Regions from separate parts of the Macaca fascicularis genome. Here all the other regions are linked to region 2. A link is a contact called in public Hi-C data. All regions are on one chromosome and are shown on one strand. Each heading gives the region's core, a stretch centred on a gene start, on an enhancer-like site or on the middle of the called end of the contact. The rest is flanking DNA. Distances are from core to core; before and after follow the strand shown. Region 1 overlaps ALG9 (ALG9 alpha-1,2-mannosyltransferase). Region 2 holds the start of SIK2 (salt inducible kinase 2). Region 3 holds the start of PPP2R1B (protein phosphatase 2 scaffold subunit Abeta).

The links. A called contact is a pair of places that touch in the nucleus more often than the background predicts.
Region 1: a Hi-C map of liver shows a contact between it and region 2, with 6 times the contacts expected there. The contact joins the enhancer-like site here to the promoter of SIK2 in region 2. A contact is called at or near these places in 2 of 2 Hi-C or Micro-C datasets (liver and skeletal muscle).
Region 3: a contact with region 2 is called in a Hi-C map of liver, with 2.6 times the contacts expected there. The contact joins the promoter of PPP2R1B here to the promoter of SIK2 in region 2. A contact is called at or near these places in 2 of 2 Hi-C or Micro-C datasets (liver and skeletal muscle).

What each region holds. Positions count from the first base shown.
Region 1 is chr14:110,763,607-110,767,426 of T2T-MFA8v1.1, forward strand. ALG9 (ALG9 alpha-1,2-mannosyltransferase) reads right to left here. Exons shown (of 15, transcript XM_074015179.1): 9 at 1,839-1,993. Among named protein-coding and RNA genes, the nearest start is that of ALG9, 34 kb to the right of the region's middle. Within about 2 kb of position 1,420, at least 1 of the 6 cell types and tissues checked has an H3K27ac peak or open chromatin away from gene starts, as enhancers often do. A contact at or near this core is called in liver, where this site is marked.
Region 2 is chr14:110,521,209-110,525,383 of T2T-MFA8v1.1, forward strand. It overlaps SIK2 (salt inducible kinase 2), which reads left to right and starts at 1,638. Exons shown (of 16, transcript XM_015435694.4): 1 at 1,638-1,912. The coding sequence starts at 1,778. It overlaps BTG4 (BTG anti-proliferation factor 4), which reads right to left and starts at 2,363. Exons shown (of 10, transcript XM_065529648.2): 1 at 1,973-2,363; 2 at 972-1,110.
Region 3 is chr14:110,687,498-110,691,386 of T2T-MFA8v1.1, forward strand. PPP2R1B (protein phosphatase 2 scaffold subunit Abeta) reads right to left here and starts at 1,501. Exons shown (of 16, transcript XM_005579598.5): 1 at 1,361-1,501; 2 at 412-502; 3 at 1-14. The coding sequence starts at 1,474.

The DNA.
Region 1 (3,820 bases), core at 170-2,669, 240 kb after region 2:
TTGCAAACAGTGAGGTACCTACTCCAAACTCTAAGATAAAAGCCAGCTCCTCTGAGACTACCTGCAGTCTTGGCCAGGCAGAGGGCTTGCCAACAATAAAATCTCACTAGCTGCATAGGAAATTATTTGAATATTTTTCTAGCATTTATAGTCCTAATAAGTTATTTTTTTAAGTATTTAAGCAATGGTTTTTTGGTAGTTTTGACATATAAAGTATTTCAATTTGTTTTTGATACAATGAGTACTAATCTTTACTATCAAAGTTTTTATAAAAGCTTTTAGTATCAAAAAAAAGGTCTCATGACCAAATAAGAAAAAAGCATTCCCCTTACAGAACACTAGGCACATGCTCTTAATTATATGCTAAATGACTTTGCAAACTAGATGAATATAATATAAACATGCATGCATGAATTCTGCTGTCTTTGAGTTCCTTCTACTCAGACTTCTTCCCTTCCTTCCTTCCCTTCTAGACAGAAACTACTTTCAGAAAGCAATTTTCCAATATATAACAAATGGCATAAATCTGTTTGAACCCTTTTCATATTTTTTGGAATCTATCCTGAGGAATCAATCCAAATATCTAAATGAAGATATTTATCCTAGCAGTATTTATAATACTGAATAAATGAGCAACCTAAATTCTACCATGAATTATATCCAATAATTATATTATACAAAATCAAGTCAATATATTACATATTACGTAATAATGTCATATATTATATCTGACTCAGAACATTCTACAGCTACTAAAATGATAACCACAGAGAATGTTATAATATTAAATTAGAAGGGCTATAAAGTTACATGTATACTTATCACAACTATAACAAACCTTGGTATATGATATACAAAAATACTGGGAGGAGTTTTTGTTAGGTTAATGGGACTAATTTTTCTTTTACCACTTCCTAAATTATCTGCAATAAAGTTCAATTACTTTTATAATTAAAATTATTTTTCAAAACGATCAACTAATATTGATGAACCTTGAAAACATTATGTTAAGAGAAGCCAGTCACAAAAGACCACATATCATATGTTTCCATGTATAGGAAATGTTCAAAATAGGCAAATCTGTAGGAATAGAAAGTAGAGTAATGGTTATTTAGGGTTGGGGAGATATGGGAAAGGGAATGGGGGAACAAAAGCTAAAGAGTACAGGCTTTTTGATCTAAAACTGACTGTGGTGACAGTTGCACACATCTGTGAATAGACTAAAAACCACTGAATCATACCCTTTAAATGGGTAAACTATATGGTTTGTGAATTATATCTCAAAAAACCTGTTAAGAAAAAAACCTATCATCCTAATTATTTTTTTTCTGCCAACTGCAAATGGTAGCAGAGGGCAATACAGGGTTCTGAGGGTACTGAAGCCGTAAGTACAGAGTTGTTCAAACAGAGTTAAGATGAGCTCTGCCAGAGAATTGACCTGGCCAGGTTTTCAACCAGGATTACAAAGTGCCCCATACTGTGAACTGCCTGCTATGATCCCAAACTCTTGAGCAAGTTTTGTTATGATCTAGCAGTTCAAAGAGCAGATGTTCCATTACCTCTGCCACAGAATGGAATTCTGCAATTGGATTCCTGTTGGTAACAGAGGCAAAGTAACACACAAATTAACACTGCAAACATGTAATCAGCAAATATGAGTATGGTAAACAGCTAAGCAATCAATATAAGAAGCTTTAATAATATGATCTATATCAGGTTTAATGTTATGGATAAAATATCTTAGGTGGAAGCATTCTGTAATTTGCACTTAAGTTTTGTGAGCAATTATTTAAAAAGTAAAAAAGAATGAGGCAGATATACTTCTCCCTGAAACTTACCTGAAGTGCAGAGAGAGCCACGGCACCACAGAGACATATAAGTGGATATACAGGGAAAAGAAATCTCTCCTCTTTGTGAGGCTGGATGAAGAAAATTATAAACCAAATATACATTGGAGCCAAAGTAAGCCAATATGGGTGGCCTAAATTCTGAACTGCAAGACACAGAAAAATATTCATCTTTCATTATATTAGAACAAAATGACGTATTTAGTTTCAGTGTTATCTTGATCTCATATTTGGGAGTATGCCCTAGGACACTCCACAAAATGTTTCTAATCTTGTATTCACACTTTCTCCAACGCAATAAAGGCATCAAAAGGAGAGAGGAATATACTCCTTAGCTCTCCCAAGAGATCTAAACTCTAACAACAAGCACAATACTAGATTTGGTTAGGACACAAATGAACGTAAAGTTAATGGCTAATAGAACTTAATAAATTCCACGTTAGATGAAGAAAAAAAAAGCCGTCTCCTTTAACGAGTCCTGCCACTAAGACGAAAGGTTCCTGAGTTTAACCAAAAACATAACATAAATTCATTTCTTGGGTTTTAATTCTGATGTTGTGTTTGATACATGAATCCTCTTATCTATACACCAATCAGTCTGTTCAAATAGCCAAGGATCAAAGGAAAAAAAAAAATTGTTGGATTCTCAAACTCATTACTGGTTTTCATCAAGCCACAAATGACAGAGTTTGCTTCAAAGCAAACATAAAAATGCTCTTAAAGGAAGTTCAGTGATTGTTTTCTCTCCATTTTTTGCAATACGCATCCACTCCAGATCCCCAAATTGGAACAAAAATGTACTTAAAGCATGTGAAAGAATTAAAGGAATGTAATGAACACGAAAACCCAAGAACCTGCTGGAAAGTTCCCGTGGTTAGGTACATGAGCAATGAATGATAAGCCTGCAACCCACAGTGAAGGCATCTCCTACTGCGTTTACATGAGCGATAATGAGCAATGCAAACCCAGGCAAATGGTAGATAGACAGCGCCACCTGGTGTCCACCATGTTAACGGTAAGCTACAAGATCAGGACTATCATCAAGACCCTCTTTAGCTATGCCTAATTTAGCATTCCTAGGCTATCAGTATCACCGCAGAAATTCTTTAGGAATGATAAAAAATTCTAGAACTACAATAACAAGATTTTTTTTCAACTTTTGCTCTAAGATATTATGGGATTTTAGATTAATTAGATTATTTAGATATTTAGGATATATACCTTTCTAGGTAGATTTTAAGGCGGAGGGTTTTTTTTGTTTGTTTTTTGAGATGGAGTCTCTCTCCGTCGCCCAGGCTGGAGTGCAGTGGCACGATCTTGGCTCACTGCAACCTCCACCTCGCAGGTTCAAAGATTCTCCTGCCTCAGCCTCCTTAGTAACTGGGATTACAGACATACATCAACACACCAGGCTAACTGCTATATTTTTAGTAGTGATAGGGTTTCACACTGTTGGCCGTGCTGGTCTTGAACTCCTGACCTCAGGTGATCCACCTGCCTCAGCCTCTCAAAATGCTGGGATTACAGGCGTGAGTCACCGTGCCTGGTCTAAGGTGGGGTTTTTTAATTAGAATAAAATAAATCCATTTATTGTAATGGATTTATACATGTAAATGGTCCTTTTCTCTTCTGTACCTTAAAGGCTAACGAGTAATCTTTTTTTTTAATAAGGCAAAAAATTTTGAAATGTCCTCCATGAAATATACAAAATCACAACCACAGCTAGATATGACGAAATCATGGGTAATTTATTTCCTGCTTCTTTATAATTTTCTATGGTTTGGGGGACTTTTTTTCTCTTCAGACAGGGTCTCGCTCTGTCACCCAGGCTGGAGTGTAGTGGCGCAACCATGGCTGACTGTAGCCTTGACCTCCTAGGCTTAAGCAATCCTCCCATCTCAGCCTCCCAAATAGCTGGGACTACAGGTGTGCACCATCATGCCCGGTCAATTTTTTAATTTTTTTGTAGTGAC
Region 2 (4,175 bases), core at 388-2,887:
AACGATTTGCTAATTGTCATTTCTTCTAACATATATTAGTTGGCATTCCACCGTCATTTCACTTCTCCCCCCTTTATTTTTCTATTTAAAAGTTTAAAAGTAAGTATGGTCTACGATTCTTTTACAAAATTCAATGTGTTAGAATCAATTTCTGTCATTATTTATTTATTCATTTATTGAGACAGAGTCTCGCTCTGTCACCCAGGCTGGAGGGCAGTGGCACAATCTTGGCTCACCGCAACCTCTACTTCCCGGGTTCAAACAATTCTCCCTGCCTCAGCCTCCCGAGTAGCTGGTATTATAGGCGCCCACTACCACGCCTGGCTATTTTTGCATTTTTAGTAGAGATGGGGTTTCACCATGTTGGCCAGGCTAGTCTTGAACTCCTGACCTCAGGTGATCCGCCCACCTCGGCCTCCCAAAGTGCTGGGATTACAGGCGTGAGCCACTAAGCCCGGCCTATTATTTATTCTTGATACCCAAATTGTCTCAGATTTGGTAAGGCGGGAGCACCTTGGAGCGATCTTTCTTTTGACATATCTTCCTTGACCTAGCCAAGAAATCTCCTTGCTTTAAGGCACAGGATCTTTCAAGGGCATTTTATACTTTCCCTGTCTCTGCCTTCGAATGAGCCATCTCGCCACGGAGTCTGGCTCCTTTAGGTGGAGAATGGTATTTAGAAACCAAGATATGAAGGCACATGATACATTTCAGAATACTGAAGTGTCACTGTCCCTATTTCCTTGAGTCACATTTGGAAGCGTGGTGTGATTTATAATCCTACCTCTACCATTGCCTGTGTGACCTTGGCAATTCCCTTTATTCCTTGCGGTCTGCTTCGTCCTTTGGGGGAAAAAATTGGATTAGAGAAATATTTTTAACCGTTTTCAGGGTCACCAACACGTTTGGGAATCTGACAGAAGCTACGGGTCCATCTCTCCAGAGACATGCTCACATAAGCAAAAACTGGCCTGTGTTTTAGGGGGTTCCGGACTCCGAAGTTCACATGAGGCTCCAAATCTCTGGATTAAGTGATCTCCAAGATCTCTTCAGCGCTGACATTGACATTCTGTGAGTCTATCAGCGACCGCACTGCTGTCAGAATGACTCCTCGGAGACATCAAAACGTGGAGGGTTTTGTTATATATAGCAACGAGAAGAGAAAAAAACACAAAGAAAGGAGCCTGTGAGCAACACATTGCTCAGCCACAGTTCTTTGCCGGTGCCAAATTTAGGGCGCGCTGTACTTGTAGGTGAGAGGTTTTGGCGGGAAGGACCCCGGGTGGGCGGAGAACGCCGGGGCGGGGAAGATCGCAGGCCGCATCCAGGTCTCTGCACCCCTACGCACGGTCCGCCAGGGCTCGCTCTTGCCCTTCGCCTGGAAGGCCGAGGACCGTAGCGGGCCGAGCGGCGACCCCGCCCCTGGCAGTGGCGAGGCGGAGGGGCGAGGGGAGGGCGTATGAGCCCGGAAGGAGCGCGCCGGCCAGGCCCGCGCCCCTCCCCGCGCGCCGTCCCCCACTCTCCTGCAGCCGACGTCGGCGGTGCTTCGGTCGCCATGGTGACCAATCCAGGCCCGGGCCCGCCCCCGCCCCCCTGCCCCGGCCCCCTGACGTCGGCGCACGTCAGCGGCGGCGCGCGCCTGGCTGGGCCCTGCGGAGCGGGAGGGAAGGAGCGAAGGAGCAAGCTGAGCGGCCGTCGCCCAAGCCAAGCCGCGCTGCCAGCGCTCCCGCTCGCCCGCCCGCGCTCCTGTCCGCCGTGTCTAGCAGCGGGGCCCAGCATGGTCATGGCGGATGGCCCGAGGCACTTGCAGCGCGGGCCGGTCCGGGTGGGGTTCTACGACATCGAGGGCACGCTGGGCAAGGGCAACTTCGCCGTGGTGAAGCTGGGGCGGCACCGGATCACCAAGACGGAGGTGCGGCCCGGGGCTCGGCGGGAGCGTCCGAGGCGAGGGTTCGGGAGAGGAGCTGCTTACCGAGAGGGGCGGCCGCAGTGGTGGGACTGGGGAGACCCGAGAGGCCGCCTCACTGGCGGAGGCGAGCGGGCCTGGGACTGTGAGGACCCAGGAGGTGCAGGGGGTCGGTGAGCAGCGAAGGGATCGGGCCCGGGCACCCGGATCCGAGTGTCGTCCGACTGGAAACGCAACCAGCCGGGGCTTAGCTTTCCCCTACGCCACCCGCGGTGGCCACCCGGAATTTCGCCCAGAGCCCCCCACCCGAGCCGTGACCTGGTCTGTGGCCTCCGCTCCGGAGCCCAAGTTCCGCGTCTTCCCTGCTTTCGGCTGGGGGTGGGGTGGGAGGGGAAGTCTCGGTGTTCCCAGGCTGCGCCGTGAGAGACGTCGCCGGCCCGAGGAGGGGACCGCCTGCGCTTGGGCTCCGCGGATGGGGGATCGTGCGGCCCCCGTGACCCCGGTGCCCCTCCCCTGCCCGACGAGGAGGGGCCCGGTGGCTGGGAATGCCCCCACGGCCACTGACCATCTCTTCTCCTTCCTTTTGGCCCACGGTGTCTCTGATTTGGTGTCTGACTAGCTTGATCCCTTGCCTGGGGCATTTCCATTTAATGCTCCAGACAATAGAACTGGTTAAAATGGTCATCTCTGCACTTGCACAGTGGGTGGGTTGGACAGAAGTCTAGGGTTGTCCCTGTACCAGGTGTGTATTCTGGCTGTAATACGCATTCTTTAAACCATATTAGATTCTGCCTCTACTCATAAAGCCCTCAACTGCTTCCTGACGGTGAATCCTGCACCCTCTTCATTGCACATTCTAATGCACCGCACATATTCTCTCACAAGTCTCTGTTCTTACCTAACCCGCCCCCCTTCCTTCCACTGCCTCAAGCTGCTCTCCTCAGGGTCTCTATTTTAAGACGTGCAAATTAAATACCTTAGAAGAACGGTAGAAACAAAACCATTCTTTAGAATAAAACCTAGTGGTTTTGACGTACTCTACTCTGCCTTATTGTAGTTCCTCCTGGAGTTTCATCCTTTTCCTGTTTGTTTGCCCTCCAGTTTTGGTCCTATTCTGCTTTTTCCCTTGTTAGTACGAATGTACTAGAGTTTGAGTGTAGAATAAAGTAGGACTTCTTTTCAGAATGACTTATGTAAGGCGAAGGGCACTGGCAAACCTGAGTGATTTTTGGAGTTGCAGTTGTACTTAGAAGTTTTGCTTAATCCCATTTCCAAAAGGAAGGGGTGTATGTCATTTTGTCGTCTTTACTTTTTGCCTTCCCCTGGTGATCCTGAAGCAGTCCAAATCTTTTAGAATCAGGACCAAGGTCAGATATTTTATTCTCACAGATTTACCAGTTAGCAATTTAAATTGTAATGATAATGGTAACTTGACTATAGTGATATTGCTAAATCTTTGCATAGTTTAATCTGATCCCAGCATTTTTTAAAATGAAGAAATTGGTTCCATTCCTCTGAAGAGCCATGGCCTAATGCCATGCCATTTCCCTTAAAGTTACATAAAAGAAGGCATTCTAAATGCATGTTTTATGAGTCCTTGCTTAATGACTTTCTAAAAACAAACACATTGTGAGTTATAGAGAGGTTCTACAAAACTTTTGAACTATAGTATATCGTGTGGGTTGAATTCCAAATCCATCAGTTCATAATATTTTTTTCTCAGCTCTTACTGAGATTAGTAGCAAGATTTAATTAAGTCATCTATTATTTATCAGGTCAGATTTAGTTAATACAGTAAGAGCTGCTTAAGTGAAGTGACTGACACTTTCTCTTGAGGTTGACAATTCAAATGGTGTCCGTTTTAAACTGATATATCTTAAAGAGCTAGGGGGCACTATGGAGTAATATCGTGGTTTGGCTATCAGAGTGAGATCAATGCATTCATTTGTAATTGAAGCAAGCACTGGTCAGATCGTGAAAGAGGATCGATCCTAAATCGTGTGTGTAGTATATATGTGTAGAATTATTTACGTTAAATGCTAAATGTTTAGTTCACAGAACCCATTTCCCTGTGCTTTTCTAAAGAAGCTGTTATTAACATATAAAAAGAAATAGTGTGAATGTGAATTTGAGATGGGTGAGTGTGAGTACCTGTGGAGATTTGGTGGGTGTGATTGGAGATATTAAGGTAGAGAGGGATACGTGAAATGTCAAAGCAATCGTTGAACAGAAGAGTTCTCTAGATCTCTAGCTTGTAAAGTTGCTCTGA
Region 3 (3,889 bases), core at 251-2,750, 170 kb after region 2:
ATCATAAATTGTATCTGGAAGGGACAACAACAGGGACTCATCAACATGGATAGCTCTCACATAGCTGGACACTGACACAAAACTAGGAACAGATTCACTATGCGACCGGTAAGGTGGCCCAGTCAAAATCCTAACAGCATTTTCTTCCTTCTCCTCAATCAACCATCTTCCTGGATCTGTTTTGCACAACGAATTAGAAATTCATACTCCCATATCAATTACTTTCCCAACAGCTAAATGGTTGATGTTTGAATATATCTAACCACAACTAATAATATCCTCTGTTCTGTTTCTTTTGCACAGAAAGCACCTGGCTCATTTTAATGTGGGTAACAAACTCTAAAAAAGTCAGTGTCGAAAGTCCCTGGAAAATGAATGTCCCTGCCTTTCTTTAAACAAAGATTCACATACCTGTAAGAAATGGCAACAATTCACTTCGCGTCCTTTCTACTCCAAGTGCTAGGGCAATTGTTGATAACTTCTTAATACTGTTGAGTCGGAGCTTCAGAAAAGAAAGTAGAAAGAAGAACAATGTAAAGAAACGGCTGAATTTAGATCAAAAGACAAAAGGTGCTAACAGGTGAAATAATGACACAGGGGTAAGAACGAAGATAACCTTTTACTTAGATTTTACTGTTAAGGAACCTCCATAGGACGGAGGAGTGTAACTCGGCCTCACTAGCCGGCGGAAGATTTCCTGGGAGAAACACTCAGAAGGGCCTGGAAGAGAAATGAATGAAAGACAATACAACACCCAGGAAGTAAGATAATCTTAAAAAGAGAGGACTTTGGCAGTGGTGAAGCAGGTGAAACGGTTGAATACAACGCCTGTGGTTTCAAAGAAAAGTTCCCGCAGAGCTGATACAACGACTCGTCCAGGTTAATCGGCCATCCCACCCCCTCTTTCTACCCAACAGGACGAGCCAGTTCCAAGCCCAGATGAAGGGATTCCGAGGCACTTCAAAGAGCTTCTGGGCATCCTGCGCCCCTCAGCCGCTCCAGCCCCGTCTCGGCCCGGCACCGCGCTTCTCCAGCTCCCTCGCCTACCAGGCGCGGCCACCTCACAGCCCGGATAGGGCGCCCAGGCGGGAAGCGGGTTCCCCGACAACCGCCCTGGAAAGGCAAGGCTCCGGGCGGACCCCTTAGGGGGTCCGAAGCAGGGGTACCAGAGAGGTCCCCGGGAGGGTCGAGGCGTGTCACCACAGCCCCTCGCAGAGCTTTCCCTGCCTCCCCTTCAAGTTTCTGCTACGAGTCCGGCTCATTCAGTACCCCGGCCACCCCCACCGAGGCGCAGGCCTTCCCCCTTCTCTACCACGCGACCAGTCGGTCTCGCCTCGGCTCCCCGGCCTCAGTCCAGTACCTGCACGTCTTCATTGCGGAGCTCGTCGATTAAAACCGCGATTGGGTATAGCGAATCATCTCCATCTCCCCCCGCTGCTCCTGGGCCGGTCCCGAGCCCCGATGCGCCCGCCATGTTCTTTCTCCTCCTGCTGCTGGTCACAGCCTCCCGCCCCGCGCCCAGGCCCCGCCCCCGCCCCGCGCCCAGGCCCCGCCCCGCGCCCGGGCAGCAGGGGAGAAGGCCGCCGCGCGGGTTTAGCAGAGGTTGGGGAGTTGAGTTTCTGTCCCGATGATTAAGACTCCCTTCCGACCCCCACTGCAGGAGTTGTAGGTCTGAACTCAAGAAGACGGGTGGGCTGAGAAAGCGAATGGAACCCCTGCGTCCTTTCCCCAGCCGAAAGAAACAGGGACAGGGATTCATCCGGCTCGTTGTAGTCTGAAGGGGCCAGGGACCTACCTGAGTGATCCGCGCTGTGCCCTCTTAAGACTCAGGCGGACCAAAGAGAGTGCCCGAGGCCAGGAGGAAAAAGGCTTTAGCACCTCCCCTGACTTCATCCTGGCCCTGAGCCACTGGATCTCCAGCCCTAATTTCTCCGCTCAGCCTCAAGCTTCCACAGAACCCCTCCACCTCTTCCGTCGGCCTGTTCTCCAGAATGGTATCTGGCTCCTGCTCCGTAAGACAAATAACGCGGGCGGTGAGAGAAAATGAACAGTGCTGTCCAAACTCCCCAGTCAATATTTTTTCCACGCAAGCTGTTAAAAACATGCTGCTCTCTTGTTTTTGTGTTTCTTTTCAGTTTGGTACTGGAATGGTGCCTTCTGTTGTATTTTCTTCCTCCCATTTTTTAGCTCTTTAGCATGCTAGAAGTACAACAATGAAGCAAAACTAGGACAAGCTTTAATCCCTTGAGGAAGAAAACCCAAACTGGCCTCCCTAGACCTCCAAGAGTCCTCAGAGGCAGCAAGGGGAAGAGGTGGAGGTCTGGGAGCTCGTTCTTACAAACCTGAATGGAAAGTTTTCACTTATCCTTGTCAGGGTAGCACAGAATAATTAGAATGTTTTGTTTGTTTTAGACTGGAATTTAAGCAGCTTGGAGTGATAACTACATATGGTGATCACAAGCTCCGAAATGGTAATTCTATATGCCTGATTAATGAAACTATTAATGCAGTGTAGGAGACAGACTTTTTTAAAACATGGGGTCTGAGGCCGAGGCGGACGGATCACGTGAGGCCAGGAGTTCGAGACCAGCCTGGCCAACTTGGTGAAACCCCATCTCTACTAAAAATACAAAAATTAGCTGGGCTGGTGACCGGCACCTGTAGTCCCAGCTACTCAGGAGGCTGACATGAGAATCTCTTGAGCCCCAGAGGCAGAGGTTGCAGTGAGCCAGGATCGCACCACTGTACTCCAATCTGGGCGGCAGAGTGAGACCCCGTGTCAAAAATAAATAAATAAATAAATAGGGTTCTTGGAAGTAAGCACAATAGAGCCTGTGAATGAATGAATGAATGAATGAATGAGGTGCTTGGAAGTAAGCACAATAGATAGAGCCTTTGATAGTAATGAAAGTTTGGGAACCAGCAGACCTGAACAGTTTTTCTCAAATTATGTTTGTGGATGTATTCTCTAGGGTTTTAATTTTATTTTCATTTTCATATTTTTTAGATTTGTATAAACATATTCTGAATTATTTGGGTGACCACCTTACAACTCAGTATTGCCACACAATTTCAGCACCTACATTTACATGTGTGTTTTAGTGCTGCTTTTATTGTTCTGGGATAATGAGAAAAGAACAGAGGTGGTTTTAAAATAAGAATGATACTTTCATGCACAAAATGAAAGCCAAATGACATCATGAGATTGCACTATTTGGTAGCTGTAACAGAGAAAAATGGTGAGAAAATTAAGATATCAGGAGTCATTTGGTGGCATAGGCATGTTGAACACAAAAGAAGCTGAGCTATAGCAGGCGACAATACCAGGGATGATAGTTTTAGCAAAATACATCATTTGTCATGTTAAATTACTGTAATATTTTTAATTGAATAGTATTCATTTTGTGGTTTCATTTGTATTTAATTTGTAAATTTGTTGTGGTTTCTGTAGCTGTATAAGAACCAGAAATAAAAGCACATTATTTCCTACTTTATATTTGTAAATTTAAATAACCACAGCATAATAAAAACAATTTAGCTAAATGTGGTAATGCATGCCTGTACTCCCAGTTACTTGGGAGGCTGAGGTGGGAGGATCACTTGAGCCCAGGGGTTCATGACCATCCTGGACAACATAGCAAGACCCCCATCTCTAAAATAATAATAATAATAACAATAATGATTTAACTGAGAGTTTTCAGGATTTTAAAAAATTATTGTTGTGTGTGTGTTTTTAAGAAACAGCATCTTGCTCTGTTTCCCAGGCTGGAGTGCAGTGGCACAGTCATAGCTTACTGTAACCTTAAACTCCTGGACTCAAACAATCCTCCATCCTCAGCCTCCTGAGTAGCTAGGAGTATAGGCATGTGCCACCACATCTAGCTTCATA